2 separate regions of the Sus scrofa genome follow, and region 2 is linked to region 1. A link is a contact called in public HiChIP or PLAC-seq data. All regions are on one chromosome and are shown on one strand. Each heading gives the region's core, a stretch centred on a gene start, on an enhancer-like site or on the middle of the called end of the contact. The rest is flanking DNA. Distances are from core to core; before and after follow the strand shown. Region 1 overlaps LOC102167892 (a long non-coding RNA gene). Region 2 overlaps WNK1 (serine/threonine-protein kinase WNK1).

Region 1 (7,789 bases), core at 1,392-3,891:
GGGCAGAGTCCCCTGTGATTGACACCCCGTCTCCGGGGACTGGTCCTCATGTTTCAGCCCCGTCCTCCCGCATACTTCCTACATCCACGCCACCTCTCTGCCCATCAACAGGACCTGCTCTTGCCTGTCTGTGGATCCTAAAGCAGGGACAGAAGTCATGTGGGGCATTTCCCATGTTCCAGGAGCATGCAGCCCGTGGCTGAGTCTCACATGCAGCTCTCTGCTGTGTGCCACAGTACACACTATCCCGGTGGATAAACCCAGTGCTCTGGGAAGACTGAGAAAGAGGGATTAATTTTTCCTGTGGAGCTGGGGAGGGCTTCCCAGTTGAGCTGGGCTTTAAAGAGTAGACTAGGTGCAGCCTCTGCAAGGGCAGGATCAGTCCTTTTAAAAAAATCATACTCCTGGAGTTCCCATCACGGCTCAGAGGTAACGAACCCAACTAATATCCATGAGGACTCGGGATTGATCCCTGGCGTCCTCAGTGGGTTAAGGATCCTGCACTGCTGTGAGCTGTGGTGTAGGTCACAGATGCAGCTTAGATCTGGCGTTGCTGTGGCTGTGATGTAGGGTGGTGGCTGCAGCTCCAATTTGACCCCTAGCCTGGGAACTTCCATATGTCTCAGGTGCGACCCTAAAAAGACCCGAAAAATAAATAAATAAACAAATAAACAAATAAAATGTTAAGACCAAAAATAAAAATAAAAAATCATGTTCCTTTTGATAAGCATACGAGTCTCTATTTACCACTTTGACCCCTAAGATGCCGACATACCTTCCTAATGAGGCCTGCATCTCTCCTGTGAGAATCACTCATTTATCAGAAAGGAAGAGATAACTATAGACTGTTATTTCTATCATCACAGCAAAACCAAAGAGGATTCCTACACACAGAGACACACACACACACCTTTTGCACATTCACAGAACTGCTCACCCTTGATTTTTCAGAGAATTTCCCTGGAGCCCCTGTGTGGCCTCCATGGCAACATCAAGGATACAAGTGTGTGCACTGCAGGGAAGAGGCCAAGACATCAGGCCCAGGACCAAGCCTCCCCAAGGCAGGCAGCTTCCTCATCTGCATGTTGCTCTAAGGGGGTCGACCACGCAGACCACCCGGCATGTGAAGAACGTGAGCTCCTCAGCTCTGGGTACAAACTTGGCCCGAAAAGCGGGCAGGCTGAGCCCTGAGGTCTAAGGCCTTGGCTTCTCTAAGGGAAAAGTGAGCAAACTCGGGGACTACTCTGAACAAGGACGTGCTTTGCAGAGGGTAAGAGAGAGGCCGGATTCACACAGGGATCCAGGCACCAAAGAGTGTCAGGGAATGGAGGAGGGAGGGTAGCCGCCTGCCAGCAGGAAGCAGGGGGAGGCAGGGACTCAGGGACTGCAGAGGAGGTTGTTGGGGAAGAGGGACAGCCCAGGGTAGGGTCGCAGGGGAAGAATGCCACCCACCGAGCCCCCCTTGAGCACCCAGGTGGTCTTCCCCCTGCCCCGCCCCTGCCCCCAGGCCGCAGGCCAGCTCAGCTGAGCAGGTGCCCGTGGGGAAGGCTGGAAAGTAGAGGCAAAAAGATGAGGAGGGATGGACACTCAGTAGGACTAGGATGTGGATTTAAGGCCCGGGCTTTCCAGCCAGCCTGCCATTCCCTTGACTCCGCCCCTAGCCTATAGCTGCTTTTCCTCCCTCAACCTCTTTCCTCTTCTGGAAGGTGGGTTCTTGAAGGCTTGCAGGGTTTAAACGAGACCGCACCTTGGGAAGTGCCACACCCACGCCTGGCTCGAGGTGCAGGACCCTCGTTACTCCTTCAGTGGAAGAAAAGCCATCGACTCTTTAAAATGGTGAGGAAGTAGAGAAAATGACCCAGAAAGAAGAGAAAATGATATGTTTGCATTTTTCTAGGAGCCACAGAAGTGGCTGGTTTGACATGGCTGTCACAGGGGTTTTACTCATCAGTAAGTGGGAGCTATTCCTGGTGGCTCAGAGACCCCCCATCAGGCCAGCCAGGTGAGGGAAGTGAGGAGGAACCCTGGGGGGCCAGGGCCAGGGTCTCATCAGGTTTCCACTGGACCCTGTGTTTTTGGGTGCATCACTAAACCTCCATGGCCACACTGCCTGGTGCCTTTTGTCCTCTTCACCCCAGTCCTGTGAGTCCATGAGACCTGCCCATCAGCCAGTGGAAAGTCCATAGACTGGCCTGCTAGCCAACCAGGTGATGAATCTATCCATCCATCTAGTTCACTTCTGAGGCTTCGCTGGTTGCAAAGAAGCATCCTGTGTAGGGGCGGTGGGCTGCAGAGTGGGGTCCCAGTTTGTAAGGATACACAGATCTTTACAAGGATCAGAGGACACCCAGGCACTTTTGGTTATAGGACAGAAATGAACCTAACGCATCTAAAACCAAAAGGGGGGATTTACTACAGGGTAGCAAGGTCGCTCCCAGGAGCCATGAGCAGCATGATCAGGAGGCCCACACATGGGCCTGGAAGCAGAAACCAGGCCGCCCACGCCGACCCAGGCAGCTTCCTTCCCTCTGCCTCCCTGGGGCTGCCTGGCCTCTCGCTTCTGCTCCTCCCTGTGCATCGTGGTTCCTATAATCAGCACAGGCTCAGTAGCAACAGTGATCTCACTTCCAGACACAGGGGAGAGAGACTCTGATTGGCTGCCTGGATGGGATGCTGGCCTTGAGTCCACTCAGCCAGAGGAGCCGGGCAATCATAGGCCACTTGATAATCCTACAGACACAATCTCACTAGGCCACCTCCTGGCTGAGTGAAGCAGGGCATCTCAGAGAAAGAGAGGTTGTGACTGCCCTGATAGCCCAAGGGGCAGGGGGGTGTCACCTCAAAATACCTGCAAAAACACAAATAAAGGGGGGGCTGTGGGGGACACAAATGTGGCCACTGTAACCAGACCCCAAATGAGAAAGACTTTGGCAAGATGGTGGTTCACTTCTCTGTGGGTGTAACCGTTTCAGTGCAAACAGGACAGGGATGACACGGTGGCAGCAGTGTTGGGGACCCAGGCTCCTTCGAGCCATGCTCTTCCCTAAGGATGTCTGCTTTGTACTCATGGCTGAGGATGGCTCCCACATTCCAGCCGGGGAAAGAGAGGTGAGGAAGGCATGGGCCTTCCTTTAAGGGCACAGTCAGTGCTGCTAGCTTCTCATGGGCCAGAACTTGGTAACATGGACACACTGCCAGGGAGACTGGGAAAGGACCAGCCAGGTGGTCCTGCGCCCAGTCAGCAACCCTGGGAGGCCAAGCAGATGTTGGGGGACAACATCCTACACAAGTAATATGGTCTTGGTTCCTGGGAACTCACGAAGGCGCCCATCTCTCCTGACCGCAGCTTTGGGAAGAAGTTATCGCCAAGGAAGAGCGTGGCCAGCAGGGGAGGATGGGCCAGGCTAGGGTTACACTGGTGATGTCTAAACCCCTTCTGCTCTTGTCCACCATGTCAAGGAAGTGGCTCTTCCCCTCTCCTAACTTAGGGTGCAGAACAGGAAGTTCTTGAGACAGACTGCAGAAGTGAGTGTTATAACACAGAGTTCTTTAAAGAGGCAGTTTCAGTGCTGTGGTTCTTGTAGCCACAGCGCAAGCTGCTGAGCGAGGGGGGCTGAAGTCATTTCCTTCAGGCGCTGGACCCACAGGCGGGCTTCTGCCTCGCCGCCCCATCCCACGGTCATGTTGGAGCAGCTAAGCCAGCAGCGGGCATTGTGCAGTGCCTACTGCACACAGGGCAGATGCCAGCCATCATGTGGGAGCCCACGGTGGGGGCAGGGGTGGCCAAGAGAGGGACATAGTGTCCCCAGGCCCCTCCTCTCCGCCACCCGCCTGCCCTCACCTTCAGCCGCAGGCTTCCGGCTCACCAGGAATTACTTGCCTGGCCAGAGCCTTGGCTGGCGTCAGCAGAGGGGCCTGAGTCACGGTGCACAGGGACACACTTGCCACCCCAGCACCACGCTTTGGGCAAGAAAGGAGGCGCCATCGGGGCGGTTCCAGTACCTCAGCAGCACTGACTCTGGGCCTTTCGGATGGGGATGTCGGGCAGGAGGTGGATACAATGACCGGGAGTCAGGAACTCGAGGTGGACTTGGCCGTTCTCGGACACGTGATATCCACAGAGGGGGAAGATTTGGCAGCACAGAATTGAGCCAAGGATCCAGGGGCCACTTTGTTCAGCTACAGCTGAACTGAGCACCCTCCGCATTCAAATATCACTTCCACCAGTTAAAAAACAGGATAATAACTGCCTTGTTGGATCTAAAGGATTTACAAAAGGAAGGCGCACAAAGGCAAGGTCTGTGTTCTCTGGCCCCTTCAGCACCTGCACGTGGACACATCTCTGTGCAGGTGGTGACTCTTCCATGAGCGTGGTGTAGACTGAATCACTGGACTCACTTAGTCCACTTCCATGCAAGGAAACTGAAACCCAGCCAGGGACAGAGACTGGCTCGGGTCACACAGGTCAGCTGGAGGGCACCAGAAGGACTGGGGCTCTGCTCCAGCCAGCACCAGGTCCTTCTTCCCAAGGGGGCAGCACAGGAGTCCAGTCCGGATCTTTTAATTCTGGAACCCCTGCTCTCGCCCATCACTGCACCGCCCCGGCTTGGCTGGCTAGCATCCCATAGCTCTGGCTCGTTATGGCTGGAATAGGAGCAGTCTGCAGGAGAGCTGTCGCTGACTCCTGTCCATCAGCACGCTGGTGCCTGCGGCTGAAGGACAGTGGTTGAGGAACCAGACTGCCTGGGTTTGAGTCCAGTTCTGCCACTTATGAGCTCTGTGACCTCATTTGATATCCTGTTGCCTCAGCTTTCTCATCTGCGAAATGGGGACTGAGATTGGGTTTCCCCTCACAGGTTGTTGTGAGGAGGCAATGAGCCGGCACCGTGCTTAGGAAAGTCTAGGCACACTGAGCGCACGCTGTCCTGTCTGCTGCGGTTGTAGTCTGCCCTCAGGTCTTTATTGCTGTCGTGGCTAAGGGGTGGTGACTACAACTGGCCTTCACAGGACAGCCCTGGCTGACGGTGGAGTCTGTTGTTTCTGAAGAGGAGAGTCCTGCAGATGTTTCACAGCACGGGGAACTGCACTGTGCAGACTCTCAGCGCTTTTCCGGGAGAGACGGCCGAGGAGGAGTACAGAGCCGTACAATGGGTGGACAATCAGAAAGCAGTGACCGGTGACTCCTGGGGGGGGTATGGACCTGGAGTGATGTCCTCTTTCCACACACAATGAGGGCTGAGATGGGGCGCTGGCATTCTACAAGCACGTCTCCTTCTCCTTTAAAAATTGTTAAAATCCCAGCTTTTACTTAGATTTGCTTGGCGTTGGAGAGTCAGCGAAACCCCCGGGACAAAGAAAGTGGCCAAGAGGACGGGAGCCAGGAGGCAGCCTCGCTCCTGCCAAGAGCGGGATGAGATTTCCGACCCCCGCCCCACAGCGGCCCCCAGCCTCCTCTCATTCCCGCTCCCCTCCCGCCCCCAGTCCCACAGGCCACAGGCCACAGGCTTCTGTCTGAAAAAGCATTTAGGAGTTGCTCACTCAGGACACTTCCTCCCGATCTACTTCCTGAGCACCGGGCAGGCCGCCTGCACTGTCTGCCAAAAGGGCAGCGTGAGCTCAGCACTCGCCAGTGGGCAGCATCCGGATGCCGAGTGTCTGTCACTCACTCAGCCAAGTGCCACACCTGAGACGTGGTTTTCTTCACGGATTCCCACGTCGGCACCTGGACTCACTAACCTGACAGGTTCCTGGAGCAGAGCTGAAACCCGTTTCCTGGTATACATGTGCTTTCTCCCTTCTCTACTGTGTGTGTCTGTCTTTGTAATTTGGTTCAGAGCCACCACTTGCCATGGTCCCAGGAACACTTCCTGAGATGGTCACTCCCAACACTCCCAGTTCCCTCCTCACCCTCCTCTGAACACTTTACAAAGAGTACTCACTATGGGGTCAGGGATTTCATGTCATCTTTAATCCACCCAGCAGGTTGGGCTGCTGGGACAGTGCCTCTCAGGCCTTGATGTGCAAATAAGTCACCTGGGAATCTTGGGGAAATGCAGATTCTGCTGAGTAGGTCTGGGGAGGCCCAAGAGCCTACATTTCTAGCCAGCTCCCAGGTGATACTGATGCTGCTGGTTCTGACTGGGGAGCAAAGGTATGGAGGGGAACAATTTGGCTGCATGTGACTGAAATCCAGCGTGAACTGGTTAAGCAGGACAAGGAATTTATTACAAGGATGTTGGGTGTCTCACAGAGCCAGTGCCACAGGAAACCTGGGGCTCAGGAAGAGCTGGTACCAGGGAGGACTCTGACTCTGCTTTCCTCCCTGCTCCGTTCTTCCTCTTGGCTCCGTCCTTCCTCCACCCCTTTCTTCCTTCCCCTCTGTGCTGGGTAGTGCTGAGCAGCTCTCCCCACTGTCCTGTGGATGCCATGCCTTCTTGCTTGATTGACTCTTTGTTTTGGTTGTGCATATTTTCCAGTAATTTCCTAAGAAAGTGAGCAAGGGAGTAAACTTTTTGCTTACTAACATAATCGAAAATGCCTTTGCACTTGATTGACAGTCTGCCTGAGTAGAGTTTTAGCTTCCAGAATGGCTGCTGTGCAGTCTGCTGCCTTTTCACTTGTGTGTCCTTTGCATCTCATGTCTGAAAGTTTTTAGATTCTTCTCTCTGACCTCCAGGGTTCTGATGTGCCCTGGGATGGGTCTTCCCTCGGCCATTATGCTGGGTATCCAAGTCACCTTTTATTTTATTATTTATTTTTGTCCTTTTGCCTTTTCTAGGGCCGCTCCCGAGACATATGGAGGTTCCCAGGCTAGAGGTCTAATCGGAGCTGTGGCCACCGGCCTACACCACAGCTACAGCCAGATGGGATCCAAGCTGCATCTGCAACCTGCACCACACCTCACGGCAACTCCAGATCCTTAACCCACTGAGCAAGGCCAGGGATCGAACCCTCAACTTCATGGTTCCTAGTCGGATTCGTTAACCACTGCACCATGACACCACTGCACCCCCAAGGCACTTTTTGATCTGGAAATTTACATCCTGATGCTCTACCAAAAAAAAAAAAATTTTTATATAGTTTTTTCTTACCCACTCTCTTTTTTCAGTCTGTTGAAAAAAGAAGAGCACTTTTCAGGAGCTCCTGTTGGCTCTCCTGACCAGTTCCTTTAGTCTTCTATATCTAATTTTCCATCTCTATCTCTTTGTTTTACTTTCTGTGGGATTTCATAAACTTCTTTTTCTAACTTTTCAATATTTATATTTTTATTCATATTTTTAATTTCCAAGAGTTCTCTCTCTTTTTTGGGGGGGAGGGTCTCAGAATATTCCTTCTTTTAACAGAACACCATTCTTATTTCATTGCTGTAATAGCTTCTCTCCAGGGATGTTATATTATTTTCCTTTTTTGAACTTTTTTCTTTCTACATTCTTTTCTCTATGTTCCTGATTTTTTTTTTATTAAGGTCTCTTTCATGTAAATTTCTACTTATATTAAAAAGGGAGGGCTTTCCCATCGTGGCTCAGCAGAAACGAATCTGACTGGTATCCATGAGGAGGCAGGTTCGATCCCTGGCCTTGCTCAGTGGGTTAAGGATCCAGCATTGCCATGAGATGTGGTGTAGGTCACAGACACGGCTCAGATCTGGCTTGGCTGTGGCTGTGGCATAGGCCAGCAGCTGTAGCTCCTATTCAACCCCTGGCTTGAGAACTTCCATATACCGAGGATGTGGCCTTTTTTTTAAAAAAAAAAAAAAAAAAAAAAAAAAAAAAAAAGTGAGGCACAAACA
Region 2 (7,789 bases), core at 1,574-4,073, 180 kb before region 1:
AGTAGGAGTAAGAAAAGTTGATAATGAACTGTCATATTTTCACATGAAAGTTCTAACAAAGATATTTTTGAATACACATATATCCAATAGACTTTTTCAGAAACTAAATTACACATAAATTCAATTTCTTTTATGGGGAAAGTAACACGCTTTATCTGTTATACATGTAAGTGTATAATACTAGGTACCAACAAAATGACTCAGTAAGGTTGATAGTTACAGAAGCTTTTGTCAACAAAGTTCACCTTACTTCTCTTCATGTAACTTTACAAGACAACAATAATCTTCAAGATGATTCTTGAGACAAAAATACAGAGAATTCCACAATACCTCCTCGGTTCATGCTATGAATTTTTCAATGTTTATTTCATGCAATAAAAGCTCTGACTGTGTCAGGTTTCTAAATAAAAGGAATGTCAGAAAGGTACACTTGAAACATACCTATCACGCTCTTGGCAAAAGAAGCCCGCTTCAAGGTTGCCAGACCTAGGTCTCCAATCTTGACTGAGCCTGTAGGGCCAGTGATAAAGATGTTGTCACACTTAAGATCCCGGTGAATAATAGGTGGAGTTCGAGTATGAAGAAACTGAAGTCCTTTAAGAATCTGACGGCACCAGCTTCTCAAAACTTTGATCTTCATCACCTTGAACCTTTTCAGGTACCTAGAAAAGGTAAGGTAAACCAAACAGGTTATCAATGATATGTGTATACTGCTTTGAAAAATTCCATTTAATTCTAGCATAACTGAGATGGGAATATCAAATTTAGAATGTTAAGATTCAGTCACCTTAGGTTAGTGCTACTTTTAGTAAGTGGAAAAGATGGGATAACAAGTGTTTGGGAAGCAAATTCTGATAACGAAGCCCAAAAAAATAAATCCCTTAAAATTAGATCACTACTAAAAAGATTTAAAGTTAAGAAAGCAGAGTTCAACTTCCGGTAAATGGTGGAGCAACTCCTACCGGATGCAGATTACTTACAAACTCAAGAAAGAAAAAATACACACACACCACAAAACAACTACTTTAACGCTCTTGAGAGCAATCAAAATCAGGCACAAATTGGAAGGGAGTTCACACAAGGAAAAGGGAAAGCACTAGTCTGACTGTGCAGGTCACTCAAACATGGACAGAAACCTGTAGCTTTAGTAACTAAAGAATGAATATGAGGATAGACAGAGGTCGAGATGACCGCGGCATCTAAAACAGTGCTGTCCAAAAGAACTTTCTACAATGATCATATAATATCCACTAATCAAATAAGAATATTTTTGGAGTTCCCATCTGGCTCAGTGGTTAACGAATCCAATTAGGAACCATGAGGTTGCGGGTTCGACACCTTGCCTTGCTCAGTGGGTTAAGGATCTGGCGTTGCTGTGAGCTATAGTGTAGGTTGCAGACTCAGCTTGGATTCTGTGTTGCTGTGGCTCTGGCGTAGGCTGGCGGCTATAGCTCTGATTTGACCCCTAGCCTGGGAGCCTCCATATGCAGCGGCAGCAGCCCAAGAAATGGCAAAAAGACAAAAAAAAAAAAAAAAAAAAAAAAAGAATATTTTTACTTAAATTAATCATAAGGTTAGTTAAAGTAAAAAAAAATTCATTTCCTGGTTGAATTAGTCACATTTCAAGTGCTCGATTTTAAGTGAATGTGGCAAGTGGATACCATTCTGGACAGTGCATATTACAGAATATGTCTGTCAGCACAGAGAGTTCTGTTGAACAGCAGAGATCTCAAATGCAAGGGGCGGGGTGGGGTGCAGAATCCCAAAAAGGAGGTATAGAAGGGGAGCCCCAGTTCTGCATATCACTCTACCCAAATCCCTGGGTGACTTCTGAAATATGTGTATGGGTAGTAGATTCCAAGCAGCCCAGCTAATGCTAAAAGAACAAAACAGAAATTTCTGATGAATTGAGTGCAGATGCTATTTTATCTGGAAATATTTAGGGAAAAAAATGAAGAACACTAATGGTAAATATGAAAGACTACATTTTCCTATTACAATCTTTATGTTACATATGACTACTTAAAGGAAAATTTATAACACTGTATTACAGGATCTATATATTATGTAAATGTAAAATATGAAACTTATAGCATAGAGTATATAAGTATTAGAGATAAATGGGCCTATATCTGTTCAGGTTTCCTTTACTTTTATATGAAATTGTACAGTATCAACCCTAAGCATGTTGTGAAAAGTTAAAAATAATAAATGCAAGAAGTTCCCATTGTGGCTCAGTAGTAAAAAACCTGACTAGTATCCATGAGGAAACGGGTTCGATCCCTGGCCTTGCTCAGTGGGTTAAGGATTCAGCTGTGATGTAAGTGGTATTAAGTATATTCATATTACTGTGCAATCATCACCACCATCCACCTCCAGAACTCTTTTCACCTTGCAAAACTCTATAGTCATTAAAAACAATGACACTCCATTTCCCCTTCCTCTTGGCCTGGTCAACTACTACCCTACTTTCTGTCTCTATGAATTTGACTACTCTACTACCCCATTTAAGTGGAATCATACAATATCTGTCTTTTCGTGACTAGCTTATGTCAGGTAGCATAATGTCCTTAAGGTTCATTCTTGTTGTAGCATATGTCAAAATCTCCTTCCCTTTTAAAAGGGCTGAAAAATATTCTATTGTACTTATATATCACATTTTGTTTATCTACTTTTCCCTGATAAACACCTGGGATGCTTCTACCTTTTAGCTATTATGCATAATGTTGCTTTAAACGTGGGTGTTCCATTATCTCTTTGAAACTCTGCTTTCAATTCTTTTGGGTATATGCTCAGAAGTGGAATTGTTGGAGTTCCTGTTGTGGCTCAGTGGTTAACAAATCTGACTAGGAACTAGGAGGCTGTGGGTTTGATTCATGGCCTCACTCAGTGGGTTAAGGATCCGGTGTTGCCGTGAGCTGTGGTGTAGGTTGTAGACATGGCTCAGATCCCGAGTTGCTATGGCTCTGGCGTAGGCTGGCGGCTATAGCTTTGATTGAACCCCTGGCCTGGGAACCTCCATATGCTGAGGATACGGCCCTAGAAAAGCCAAAAAGCCAAAAAGCCAAAAAAAAAAAAAAAAAAAAGAAGTGGAATTGTTGAACATACAGTAATTCTATTAATTTTTTTGAGCTATAATTGACACATAACATTAGTTTTAGATATAACATAATGATTCAAAATATGTAGCTATTGTGAAGTCTAGTCAACATCCATTATCACAAAGCTACAAATTTCCTTGTGATGAGAACTAAGATCCACTTTCTTGGCAACTTTCAAATATACAGTACGGCATTATTAACTGTAGTCACCACGCTGTACATCACATTCTCAAGATTTATTTTACAACTGGAAGTTTGTACCTTTTGTTCACCTTCATCCACTTCATACCTCCTCATCCCCACTGCTGCCTATGGTAACCACCAATCTGTTCTCCGTATCTAAGAGTTTAGTGTTTTGATGTTGGTTTGTTTGTTTGTTTGCTTATTTTGCTTTTTAGGGCCGAACCCACAGCATATGGAGGTTCCCAGGCTAGGGGTGTACACCACAGCCACAGCAGTGCCAGATCTGAGCCGTGTCTGCAACCTATACCATAGCTCACAGCAAGGCCAGATCCTTAACCCGCTGAGCGAGGCTAGGGACTGAACCCACATCTCATGGTTTCCACAGATTCGTTTCCACTATGCCACGATGGGAACTCTCTGTGTTTTAGATTCCACATGTAAGTGAGATCATATGGTATTTGTCTTTCTCTGACTTATTTCACTTAGCACAATGTCCCCAAGGGTCCATCCATGTTTTGGAAGATTTTCTTCTTCTGTTTTTGTTTGTTTGTTTGTTTGTTTTTTGTCTTTTGTCTTTATAGGACCGCACCCACGGCATGTGGAGGTTCCCAGGCTAGGGGTCTAATCGCAGCTGTAGCCACTGGCCTACACACAGCCACACAAGATCCAAGCCACGTCTGTGACCTACACCACAGCTCACAGCAACGCTGGATCTTTAACCCATTGAGCGAGGCCAGGGATCGAATCCGTGACCCTATGGTTCCTAGTCGGATTCATTTCCACTGCACCACGACAGGAACTCCGGGAGATTTTCTTCTTTATGGCTGTACAGTACTTCATTGTAGATAATACACATGACACTTTCGTCATCCATTCATCTGTCAATGGACATTTAGGCTGCTTCCATTTCTTGGCTATTGAAATAATGCTGCAACAAAATGGGTGTGCATGTTGTCTTTCTGAGTTAGTATTTTTGCTTTCTTTGGATAGATACTCAGAAGTGGAACTGCTGGATCATATGGTAGTTCTATTTTTAATTTTTTGAGGAGCCTCCATACTGTTTTCCATAGTGGCTATACCAATTACATTGCCACCAGCAATGCAATGCACAAGGGTTCCCTTTTCTCCTCAGCACTTGTTATCTGTTGTCTTTTTTGATAACTGCCATTCTAACAAGTGTGAGATGGCATCTCACTGTGGTTTTGATTTGTGTTTCCTTTAACAACCAGTGATGCTGAGCATCTTTGCAAATGCGTATTGGCTATTTGTACATTTGGCTATCTTCTTTGCAGAAATGTCTATTCAAGTCTTTTGCCCATTTTCAAATTGAGTTATTTATTTTTATTGTTGTTGGGTTTTGGGAGTACTCTAATATTCTAGATATTAATCCCTTTTGAGTTACATGATTTGCAGATATTTTCTCCCATTTTGTGGGCTGCCTTTTTTATACTCTGTTGATAATATCTTTGGCTATGTGAAAGTTTTCAATTTCCACTAAGTCCAATTTTAAACACACTGGATTTTTTATTCCAAAAATCAGGAATAAAGTTGTTTGCATTAGGTTGTTAGCAGCTAGCAAGGAGGTTCTGGTCTTGTTCAGAGGCAAGTGTTTCTGCCTTTTTTAAATTTTCAAATGTTTGGGGTTTGTTTTGGAGAGGTTTTTTGTGACTGTGGTACATGTGCCAAGTCAGAAGGGGAAGTATTATCATCCATGCTTACCTTGCCAGTTACTGTCCTTGAAGACTTGACCATGTAGGTTTGTTCAGCAATTTTCTGACTCCCATCACTAATTTGATGGGTTTTCCTACTTGCCCAATTTAACATACATAGGAGCCGTAAGAGGTACTGATTAACATGTGAAGATTTCGAAGTGGCTCAGCAGGTTAAGAACCGCACTAGTATCCATGAGGATGCAGGTTTGATCCCTGACACCTCACTCAGTGGGTTAACGATCTAGTGTTTCTGTGAGCTGCAGTGCAGGTCCCAAATGCAGCTTGGATCTGGTGGGGCTGTGGTGTAGGCCAGCAGCTGCAGCTCTGATTTGACCCCTAACCTGGGAACTTCCATATGTATGCCCCAGGTCCAGCCCTAAAAAGAAAAAAAAAGGGAAGATTTCCCTATTGCATGGTTTAAAAAAACTAAAGCCATATGATAATAATGCTTGAAGAAATAACATCTTTTCTACAGGGTTCATAAAGCCCCTAGTAATACTTTGATCATAATAAAGTTACAGAAATATTTGAATTGTTATTATCCCTTTCTCCTATCTCTATCTAGGAACAAAAGCATTCAGTTTGTCTTTACCAAGCTCTACTACCTGCAGGAGCTATATAGCTGGGATGTTCTTCCTTCTCTGATATCCCCTAGTCTGCCAATGTTTGTTGTTCGTCAGCATTCTTTATTAACTGTAAATATGAGATTTCACTAGCTATAGAGCAGGTATAAGGTTAAATTCTTTTGTTTTGTTTTGTTTGCTTTTTAGGGCCGCACCCACGGCACATGGAAGTTCCTAGGCTAGGGGTCCAATCAGAGCTGCAATTGCCAGCCTATGCCACAGCCACAGCAATACGGAATCTGAGTCTGTGACCTACACCACAGCTCATGGCAATGCCAGACCCTTAACCCACTGAGCAAGGCCAGGGATAGAACATGCATCCTTATGGATCCTAGTCAGGTTTGTCAAGGAACTCCCAAGGTTATGTTTTCTGGGAGGATTCTGCAGGCATCATTTCCACACACTAAAGTACAGTCCTTGTTCTTAATAGTGAGCTTATCATACCTAGTTAAATGAGACTTGTTTTTGAATATGAGATTTCTGGCATGGTCCCTGCTATAAATTTTTTTTATCCAATCAGATTTGGATTAGAAAAAGTCAGATTTGTTTAGAATCTATATAAATAATGACATTGTCATGAAAAAGTAAAGAGAAGCAAAAAATGGTACTTGGTATAATAACAATCATTTGTTCCATGTAGTTTTATAGACAAAGCTCATCAGCATGTTACTATGTGCCTCAAAATCATCTTTCTTAGTGATCATTTTGCAATATATACAAATACTGAATCACTGCTGTACATGTGAAACTAATATAATGTTATATGTCAATTAAATTTCAGTTTTTAAAATATTTGTTCCCAGGTTTCAGCACCAATAAATAAATAAATAAATAAATAAACATAAGTTAAAAAAGAAAACCTCTTCGATTTTAAAACATTTGATATGGCATACATTTCAAATAATACCAATAACCAAAACCACTTCCACTTTTGGCAGAGATTAAGTTTTCCTTTTAAACTGATGAGGATAGTAAGCTATTACAAGACAGAGATAGCAACTGAATTCTTAAGTTTGGACTATTGCTAACTGCCTGACTGTTCCAATTTGTTATGTATACTACTATGAGATAAGTCTTTCTAAAGAAATGCTAGCCTTGTCTCCTGGTGCATTATAAGTACCCAATAGTCTTCTGAATTATTCAATGCATTTTATCATTGCTGGATCATGATCAAACCTTTCCAACTGTTTCCTACTATCATTAAATTAAAGCAGAAACTAGTCTTTTGCCCTGCATTCAAAACTCTCTACATTACTAAGGAGTCTGGGTTATCATTCCCCTTTATAAACTTTTTGTTTTTAACCAAAAGGTTTAGCCTAAAGCTAATTTTTTATTCTTTATTTTTATATAATTCCCATAGGAACCTCTTCACTTACAGAAAACATATCTATTCTTTGAGGCCAATTTAAATTTTATTACCTTGATAAGGACCTTCAAGATTATCCTAAGCTTTAGAAAGTGTTACCTTCTTTCAGACAGTTCCCGTCAGGGCTCAGTGGTTAATGAACCCAACTAGCATCCATGAGGATGTGGGTTCGATCCCTGGCTTTGTTCAGTGGGTTAAGGATCTAGTGTTGCCATGAGCTGTGGTATAGGTCGCAGACACGGCTCAGAATCTGTGTTGCTATGGCTCTGGTGTAGGCTGGCAGCTAGAGCTCTGATTCGACCCCTAGCCAGGAAACCTCCCTATGCCGCGGGTTCGGCCCTAAATAAAAAAAAAAAAAAAAAAAAAAAAAAAAAAGAAAAAAGAGTTATCTCCTTTCAACTGCTATTAAAAGAAAAAATTTTAAACTTATTATTTAGCCATAAAAACGGAAACCTTGCCATTTGTGACAATATGGACAGACCTTGAGGGCATTATTCTAAGAGAAATAAGAGAAAGACAAATACTGTATGATCTCATTTATATGAGGAATCTAAACCAAAAACAAAACCAACCCTAAGTTCATAGATATAAGAAAACAGATTGGTAGCTGTCAGAGGCAGGGGGTAGCGGGTGGATGGAATGGATGAAGGGAGTCTAATTATAAAATAAATAAGTCATGGAAATGCAATATATAGTATGGCAACTATAGTTAATAATACTGTATTGCTACGCAATTTTAAAGTTGCTTAAAGAGTAGATCTTAAAAGTTCTCAGCACAGGAAAAAAAATGTTAACTATGTATGG

What was found. HiChIP or PLAC-seq counts read pairs in DNA pulled down with a chosen protein or histone mark.
Region 2: an H3K27ac HiChIP or PLAC-seq map of alveolar macrophages shows a contact between it and region 1. The contact joins two enhancer-like sites. A contact is called at or near these places in 10 of 47 Hi-C or Micro-C datasets (embryonic fibroblasts, heart right ventricle, mesenchymal stem cells and 4 more) and 2 of 2 datasets of contacts at active chromatin or transcription factors (alveolar macrophages and skeletal muscle).

The regions. Positions count from the first base shown.
Region 1 is chr5:67,887,428-67,895,216 of Sscrofa11.1, reverse strand. It overlaps LOC102167892 (a long non-coding RNA gene), which reads right to left. Exons shown (of 5, transcript XR_002344143.1): 5 at 1-6,483. Among named protein-coding and RNA genes, the nearest start is that of WNK1, 110 kb to the left of the region's middle. Within about 2 kb of position 2,641, at least 57 of the 83 cell types and tissues checked have an H3K27ac peak or open chromatin away from gene starts, as enhancers often do. A contact at or near this core is called in alveolar macrophages, where this site is marked.
Region 2 is chr5:68,065,240-68,073,028 of Sscrofa11.1, reverse strand. It overlaps WNK1 (serine/threonine-protein kinase WNK1), which reads right to left. Exons shown (of 29, transcript XM_013997884.2): 4 at 442-662. Among named protein-coding and RNA genes, the nearest start is that of WNK1, 68 kb to the right of the region's middle. Within about 2 kb of position 2,823, at least 1 of the 83 cell types and tissues checked has an H3K27ac peak or open chromatin away from gene starts, as enhancers often do. A contact at or near this core is called in alveolar macrophages, where this site is marked.